Linked DNA regions of Mus musculus: region 2 is linked to region 1. Evidence: chromatin contacts called from public promoter capture Hi-C data. All regions are on one chromosome and are shown on one strand. Each heading gives the region's core, a stretch centred on a gene start, on an enhancer-like site or on the middle of the called end of the contact. The rest is flanking DNA. Distances are from core to core; before and after follow the strand shown.

Region 1 (4,109 bases), core at 176-2,675:
GTAAGCCTAAGAGCTAATCCTGTACATGGCTCCTTTACCTACACACTGGGGATTTGACCTCTATCTCCACTCTCATTAATATGGGTGGCCTATTTGCTCTTATTAAAAGAAAAAGGGGGAGATGTTGGGAGCCGCCCCCACATTCGCCGTTACAAGATGGCGCTGACATCCTGTGTTCTAAGTGGTAAACAAATAATCTGCGCATGTGCCAAGGGTATCTTATGACTACTTGTGCTCTGCCTTCCCCGTGACGTCAACTCGGCCGATGGGCTGCAGCCAATCAAGGAGTGACACGTCCGAGGCGAAGGAGAATGCTCCTTAAGAGGGACGGGGTTTTCGTTTTCTCTCTCTCTTGCTTCTTGCTCTCTTTTCCTGAAGATGTAAGAATAAAGCTTTGCCGCAGAAGATTCTGGTCTGTGGTGTTCTTCCTGGCCGGTCGTGAGAACGCGTCGAATAACATCAATGCTTTTATTTCCTTTTGATTTATGACTCAAAATTACTACTATTCTAATTATTTTAGAGTGACATTAGGAAACATAGACTCCTTCCCATTTTAATATACCTCTCCAAAACTTACAACTGAATGAATGGTAAATTATTCAAGGGGTTCTCAAAAAAAAAAGTTTTTTCTTGTTTTTTGTTTTGTTTTGTTTTGCTTTGCTTTGTTATGTTTGTGTCTAAGTGTGTGCGAGTTTGCATGTGTGTGGATACACCAGTGTGTGCAGGTGACTGGGCGTGTGTGCCTGTGTGCGCGTGCGCGTGTGTGTATATATATATATATATATATATATATGTGTGTGTGTGTGTGTGTGTGTGTGTGTACGTTAAGAATGTGTGGAAGCCAGAGGTTAAAGTACGGTGTCTTGCTTGATAGCGCTCTACTTATTTTTTGAGGTAGGGTCCCTTGCTGAACCTGGAGCCCTCAGGCAAGTCTAACAAGCCAGGATGATTCATGGATTCATTCTCAGCCTCTGAACGTTGGAATTACAGGTGGCCTTCCATAGACACAAACCTAGATCTTTAGGTAAGAACCAAATAATCGTGAGTTGTTCAGTATTTATTTACTGTTACATTTATTAAACACATTGTTCTAAGACTTTCTTTCAAACCGTGATAACACTAGCGCGCGCGCGCACACACACACACACACACACACACACACACACACACACACACGGCGCGGGAAGTATTAAAGGGCTTTCTTTAAATCTATACATTTTTTTTAAGGTAGTACTTATTTTTCACCGATAAGGGTGGGGGAATAAAAGCTGACTGAAAGAAACGCATTCTGGTGGTTTGACTCTGGCAATTACAGAAAGCCTGCAAGGATTGCTTTCCCGGCAGTTTGCAGGCTCCACGGAAACGAAACTGCGTCCGACTCCGCCCACAGGAGTGCTGGCCAATGAGGCGCTGCCCAGGCCTTCCACGCTCTGGGTGTCATGGCGGCCTGCAGGCTGTGCTGCTTGTGCCCGTGCCTCCGACCGCTGGGCTGCGGCCCCCTCGGCCGGCCCGGGCGGAATCGGGCACTCAGCTATTTGCAGATGCGAGCGTTGTGGAGCAGCACCGGATCCAGAGCGGTGACTGTAGACCTGGGACACAGGTGAGAAACGGTGTGAGTTCGCGGTTTTCACGCGGCGTCTGTCTTGTCCATTCAGCCCCAGAAGTCAAATCCCCCCCAGGGTAGGAATCAAGCAGCCTAAGTCTCTTAAGTTCTCTACTCCAAACCTAAGGTCGAGATTTCCTTTTTCCGGATTTAAAGTCTGTCTCCCTTTCCCAAGCTGGCCGCTGCCTTTTGCCTCTTCATCTTCCTCCTAGCCCTGCGGTGAACTTCCTGAGTCCTATTGCCTGTGCCCCAGACATCCTTTCTCTATTTTCCGAGACCTCGAGCTCTGAAGTAGGAAACCCTAGGTAATGCGTTATCGTTCCGTGCCCCAGGTCCACTGATGGCCGGTGTGAGCCGGAGATGAATGCCAGTTATAAGATGCACATAGTCCTGTTAAACCTGTAGTGAAAGTACAGTTACCATCCAACAAAAGGTCAAAAAGGCAAATTTCTCAGTTAACAAGACACACGGCGGGGGTGTATATGTGGATATTTTAAATAATAGGTTTTTTTAAAGCTTTTCCCTAAAGCTCTACTTTTTGTGGCAGGCCGCTGCCCCGTGTCCTCCCTTGGCATCCGATTACTCTTCCCATCACTGTGTTCTGCTTGTTCATTCTATCAATCTTCTTGTTTATGTTCATAGAGTATTTAGGTAGGCATTCACTCACATGGTTTGGCATATAGAAACTTCAGAACTCTTCCATTTATTCCCAAATGCCTACTTCCAAACCCCAGAGGCTAGCTATGCTATGGGTCCACTATGTATTTGGAGGTATTTTATACAATATAATATTGAAAAGTAAATTGTTATGAGACAAAGTAAACAACAACAACAAAACACCATAAACTTAATAGCTTTCTTGGAACAATCAAAATTACATGTAAACACCATAAACTTAATAGCTTTCTTGGAACAATCAAAATTACATGTACTCCCTACCCCCCAAAATCTTTCTGACTTTCTGCATTATTAGAATTCATTGAATAACATACTGTTTCAGTTCTGATATCGCAATTTGTCAGGTCGTTCAAATTTCCTTTGATATAATCTGGTTGTTGACAAACATGCTTTTATTCCACCATCAATTGCTAACTAATACCAACTCTCTGATTGCACATTATACTTTGTACACTAATAATATTTGTGTATTTCTATATATTTCTGTGCATATTAAAGATGCTGCATAGTTCAAAGATTTGAAAGACTTATTAGACTAGAGGCAAAGAGCTAAGACACATACTGAGAGACTACAGCTGGTAGTCCCATTTGGAGAGCAGCTGGAGGCCCATAGGGCCAAGCCAGAGGGTAGAGCTCAGCTAAAGATTGAGGGTCAGAACTGGGTCAAGATGGATGGACATATGAGTCTATTTTGAGTTTTTATTTTTATATGAAGTATGTGACCATCTCAACATCTTTGTTAAGTTTTTAAGCATTCAAAATGTTATTTATCAGAAGATAGTCTTTATTATTTTTAACTTAGCGTACAAAACACTGTTATATATCAGAACATGAAAGTCTTTGTAGTCAATATTCAAAAGTTTGTATTTTTTTCCATAAAGTAATAGAGAAATTTTAAAATTATTTTAATAGGGAAGAGAACAGTTTGTGTGTTGGGTTAATACAGCCAACAAAGCAAGGGACGATAAGAGACTGAGCTGAGTCATAAGATGGGAGTTAATAGTTAGGAATTCCGTTTTCTCCCTACCATACTTCCTTCTCCAGATGCATCTTTTGCCTTGGTTCTCATTGTCTTTAAGCTGCGCTTAAATCTCTTGTGCTTTTGATGGTCACAACTCCTACTTACTCTTTTTTTCTCTGACAATTGGGAGCATTTCATTCTTTTTTTCCCCTCGATTCTCCAATTATTTTTACTTAGCAAAGACTTGTACTGGTATCTTGTATTACATTTTTCCTTTTAAACAGAAAATTAGAAATATCCTCTGGGAAACTGGCAAGATTTGCTGATGGCTGTGCTGTGATACAGGTAGGAAACCAGTTTTTGCTTTAATCATAGTGGCTGGGTATCTTTGTAGCATCATAAGTAATCATTGTGGTATTGGGAACTAGTTCAGACACTACTAAGGGTCTTTTTTTTTTTTTAAAGATTTATTCATTTATGTATGCAAGTACACTGTCACTCTCTTCAGACACATCAGAAGAGGGCATCAGATCCCATTACAGATGGTTGTAAGCCACCATGTGGTTGCTGGGATTTGAACTCAGGACCTCTGGAAGAGCAGTCAGTGCTCTTAACCTCTGAGCCATCTCCTCAACCCCTACTAAGGGTATTTCTAGTGTCAGAACCACACTAAGCCATCAAAGTCAGTGTTGTGTATATTAAATACCCTTAAGTTCTCTTCTAAACTGTGGGCAGTATTGGAGTCTGTTAATAAAATTCATTATGCCTTTCTAGAAAAAGCATTCTCGCTATTTTTTTTCATTGTAATCCTTGGAAATTTTTCTTTATAGTCTAAATTTCTTCTTAAAGAGTAAAAAATATGATTCA
Region 2 (4,280 bases), core at 106-2,605, 560 kb after region 1:
CCAAAATACTATCAATGCCAACATAAAACCAATGTGAAACAGAAATTATAACATTTCTTATAAATTCTGGGAATGTAGTGTGTATTTTATTCACAGAACACACTTCATTTCAGTGCTCAGGAGCTAAAAGCAGCCAGTTGCTTCAGTACTAGACAGTGCACATGTAGACTGAACAATTGGAATGCAGGCAATCCTCTCTCCAGAGTAGGCATGCAGCCAGTATTTTTGAAAAGTGTATAAGAAAGATAAAGGGACTCTGCAAACCTTGAAGCAAAGTTTTCTATGTTCTACCGTTTTCTTTCTTTCTTTCTTTCTTTCTTTCTTTCTTTCTTTCTTTCTTTCTTTCTTTCTTTTGATTTTTTGAAACAGGGTTTCTCTGTGTAGCTTTGGCTGTCCTAGAATTCACTTTGTAGACCAGGCTGGTCTCGAACTCAGAAATCCACCTGCCTCTGCATCCCAAGTGCTGGGATTAAAGGCATGTGCCACCACACCTGGCTACCGTTTTCTTTAAAGTGTAGCTTTGGGGGGGTGGGGGTGGGGGGGACCGCACATCAGGAGACATGCCATTCCAGCATATCAAACCAGTGAGTGTAGGGCTTCCCGACTCCTAGGAAGCCTGAATCATCCGGGATGTTGACTCATCAGCCTGAGGTGAGTGAAAAATAGTGAACCAATTTTGCCTTCCAAGGCATCTATTTCAACGTTCCTTCCCCCTTCTCCCTTTCTGGTGACTCATTCTCCGTGCACTTTTAGAGTCCAGCAGAATGCAAGGCCGAAAGCATTCTAAACAGTGAGCCCAGAGCTCCGGGTAATCTAGCACAGCTGTTTTGCCTACCTCATTCCAGGCCTGCAGTCTAGAAAGGGAGGGAACTTGAAAGTGTCAAATAAATGTTTTGTTTTTCTTTCTCCTTTTGAGGTGGTGGTAGTTATGCGTTGGGACCATGTCTGAAAATAAGTCTTTTATCTAAAAAAATCCGTAAGACCTAATTCAGTCTTGTTAGTACCTTTCTCCACTTTTTTTTTTTTTTTTCCCTTTTCGGGGAGGAAACTTTCCACTCCTAGGTCCCCAGGATAACGCCCTTCCACAGGCTTCTTGGAAAACTCTCCAAATCCTGGGACCGCAGCCCGCCCCCTTTTGGTAGACTAAAATCCCGCTGTAGGCAAGGCCAAGTCCCCGCCCCATTCCCCAACTACACTAGGTGGGGGTGGATCCCAGCTCCAAACCCCGCCCTCCGAACGCCACCAAGGAAGTATGGCAGGCTCCGCCTGCACCCTATTTCTATTGGACAACCCCGTGATCCATCTTCTCTATCCCGCAGCCTATTGGCTCTCTGTCCCCCGCGCCAGCCAGCCCTCCCCTGCCGGGAAGGTGAGTCACGCCAAACTGGGCGGAGAGTCTGCCCTCCTCTCTCAGTTGCTCATCTGGGCGGCGGCGGCTGCTGCAACTGAGGACAGGGCGGGTGGCGCATCTCGAGCGCGGAGGCAGGAGGAGAAGTCTTATTGTTCCTGGAGCTGTCGCCTTTGCGGGTTCCTCGGCTTGGTTCGGCCAGCCCGGCCTCTGCCAGTCCTGCCCAACCCCCACAACCGCCCGCGGCTCTGAGGAGAAGTGGCCCGCGGCGGCAGTAGCTGCAGCATCATCGCCGACCATGGAAGACATAGACCAGTCGTCGCTGGTCTCCTCGTCCGCGGATAGCCCGCCCCGGCCCCCGCCCGCTTTCAAGTACCAGTTCGTGACGGAGCCCGAGGACGAGGAGGACGAGGAAGACGAGGAGGAGGAGGAGGACGACGAGGACCTGGAGGAATTGGAGGTGCTGGAGAGGAAGCCCGCAGCCGGGCTGTCCGCGGCTCCGGTGCCCCCCGCCGCCGCACCGCTGCTGGACTTCAGCAGCGACTCGGTGCCCCCCGCGCCCCGCGGGCCGCTGCCGGCCGCGCCCCCCACCGCCCCTGAGAGGCAGCCGTCCTGGGAACGCAGCCCCGCGGCGTCCGCGCCATCCCTGCCGCCCGCTGCCGCAGTCCTGCCCTCCAAGCTCCCGGAGGACGACGAGCCTCCAGCGCGGCCTCCGGCGCCAGCCGGCGCGAGCCCCCTAGCGGAGCCCGCCGCGCCCCCTTCCACGCCGGCCGCGCCCAAGCGCAGGGGCTCGGGCTCAGTGGGTGAGTGCTGCTGCGCGTTACGCCCCTCCCTCTTTTGTGTCTTGGCCCGGGGGAGGAGGGGACGGGCAGGGCTGCTCGGGACCCTAGGGCTTTGTCTACGAGTGGCAGGGTGATGGCGCCCCCGCTGGCGGGAGGCGGGCAGAAGGGTGGGGCGGCCTCGGAAGCCTGGGTGCCTTCATTGTTTGTCGGGGTTTCGGGGAGCACGTGCACCGCTGCCAAGTCGCTGGTTCCCATTCCAGCACGAAGTTCTCGCCTATCAGCAGCTAGGAGTGTGTTGAAGAACTAGGATGGTGGATTCCTTGGGCTGGGCTGGGCTGGGCTGGGCTGGGCTGGGCTGGGCTGGGCTTGGAGGTGGGAATGGGAAGGCTGTGGTGCCCTAATCCCTTTATTTAAAGGATGGGCGTTTGTCGACCACTCTACAGTTTTTTTATTTTTTAGGGCCTGCCTTCCTTCCTGCCGGGCGTCGGGGGATCCCCTTGCACTAATCCCCTGTTTCTTTCTCCCTTTATTGGTGGGGAACTGGCCGAGCTGCTAACGTCTATACAGTAACCCAACTGCGGTGAAGGGGGAGCGAGCGCCTCCAGTGGCGTGGTTCCAGGAGAAAAGGGAAGGAGAGACTTTTGGTGAAGTTCTGCCACCGCCCAGTTCATTTGTGTTTAATGTGGTGATTCCTACACCAGCCTGAGAAACGAGATCTGGGCATTTTGTTCCGATGGGGCATAGTTATCCAGGGCCTCAGTTGTGCTGTAAAAGAAATTGCCAAATTTAATGGCATCTCTTAGCCTTTAAATGCATCGAGATTGACTTGTAGAGAAAAGGCAAAATGGTTGACCTTAAAAAGGGGCAAACCTGTGGATTCCTGGTCAGGAATTAGTTGAACTTGTGGTAGATTTATCCTGAGACATAATGAAATGTTTTAGGGCAAATGTTCCTATATTAGTTAGAAGTTTTTATAAGTATATGATTTACATTGACAAAATGCATTGAATATTGTTTTATTGCCCTTTTTATTTTGGAAAGGGAAAAAAATCAAATTTTGTAAAGAACGAGAATGCATCTTAAGTAGTTTATTACTTTGGGACAAAGTGTCTTGCTAGCAAAAAGCCTTTTTTTTCTTTTTGTAAAGTAAGGTAAAAAATTAAATGGTATAACTGCCTGCTGGGAAATTTTCACAACATTCCAGATCTAGGAGGTTTTATTTTTTTAGAGAAATAATATCACCCCAGAGCTTGCAGTATCTTTTTTATTACAATTAACTCTCTTATAATGGGGATAATGAATCAATAGAAGTGATCCTGGGTAACAATTCATTATGGGCACACCAAAGGCACTATTCAAAAACAACTCCTACAGTAAAGAATTTAGATGAAGACTGCCTTGTCTTTTCATTTTTATTTTCCTTTCCTTTTTTTTGAGGGAAACTAAAGTAGAAAAAAATAAAGTATTAAAATTTTAAACTGGAAACAATGATTGGCCAAACTATACTTTTCATTTTTTCTACTTTCATAGAAACAAGATAAATAGTTTTGTCCTTTGAATATGGAGGGGACTCAGGCAGCATCAGCATTTTCTTGAAATACTGACAAATTTTAGAAGATTTAGAAATACTAACAAAGTTTAGAAGACAAAAGAGGAATGTTGTCTACCCAGGAATTTTGTACTCATTGTGTTTTTTGGAAGCTTTATTCCCTTTATTGAACACAACAACAGTGAGTTGTGGTTGTTGATATTTAACTCATCGCAATACATTAGATTTCTTAATGCACTGAAGAGTTTGGCTATTGGCTGGTCCCTATTATTGGTTATCTAGGACACTTTACAAAGTTCTGGGCTTCCAAGGTGTGGCAGTAAGCAAGACTCATGCTCTCCTCATGGGGATAATACACAAAATAAGCACACAAAAAAGTACTAAAAATGATGGTGTTATGAAACGATAACAGCTTGAAGGGATGAGAATAACTGAAACATGTGTACCCTTTTTTTTTCTTCTTAAAGATCTATTTATTTTATGTATATGAGTACACTGTAGCTGTCTTCAGACACATCAGAAGAGGGCATCAGATCCCATTGCAGATGGTTGTGAGCCACCATGTGGTTGCTGGGAATTGAACTCAGGATCTCTGGAAAAG

What was found. Promoter capture Hi-C pulls out the DNA fragments that hold promoters and counts their contacts.
Region 2: a contact with region 1 is called in a promoter capture Hi-C map of pre-B cells. The contact joins the promoter of Rtn4 here to the promoter of Pnpt1 in region 1. A contact is called at or near these places in 2 of 39 promoter capture datasets (cranial neural crest and pre-B cells), 2 of 115 datasets of contacts at active chromatin or transcription factors (extraembryonic endoderm stem cells and memory CD8 T cells) and 2 of 9 other capture datasets (adipose tissue and liver).

What each region holds. Positions count from the first base shown.
Region 1 is chr11:29,129,319-29,133,427 of GRCm38.p6, forward strand. It overlaps Pnpt1 (polyribonucleotide nucleotidyltransferase 1), which reads left to right and starts at 1,426. Exons shown (of 28, transcript NM_027869.2): 1 at 1,426-1,600; 2 at 3,527-3,587. The coding sequence starts at 1,440.
Region 2 is chr11:29,691,543-29,695,822 of GRCm38.p6, forward strand. It overlaps Rtn4 (reticulon 4), which reads left to right and starts at 1,356. Exons shown (of 9, transcript NM_194054.3): 1 at 1,356-2,151. The coding sequence starts at 1,647.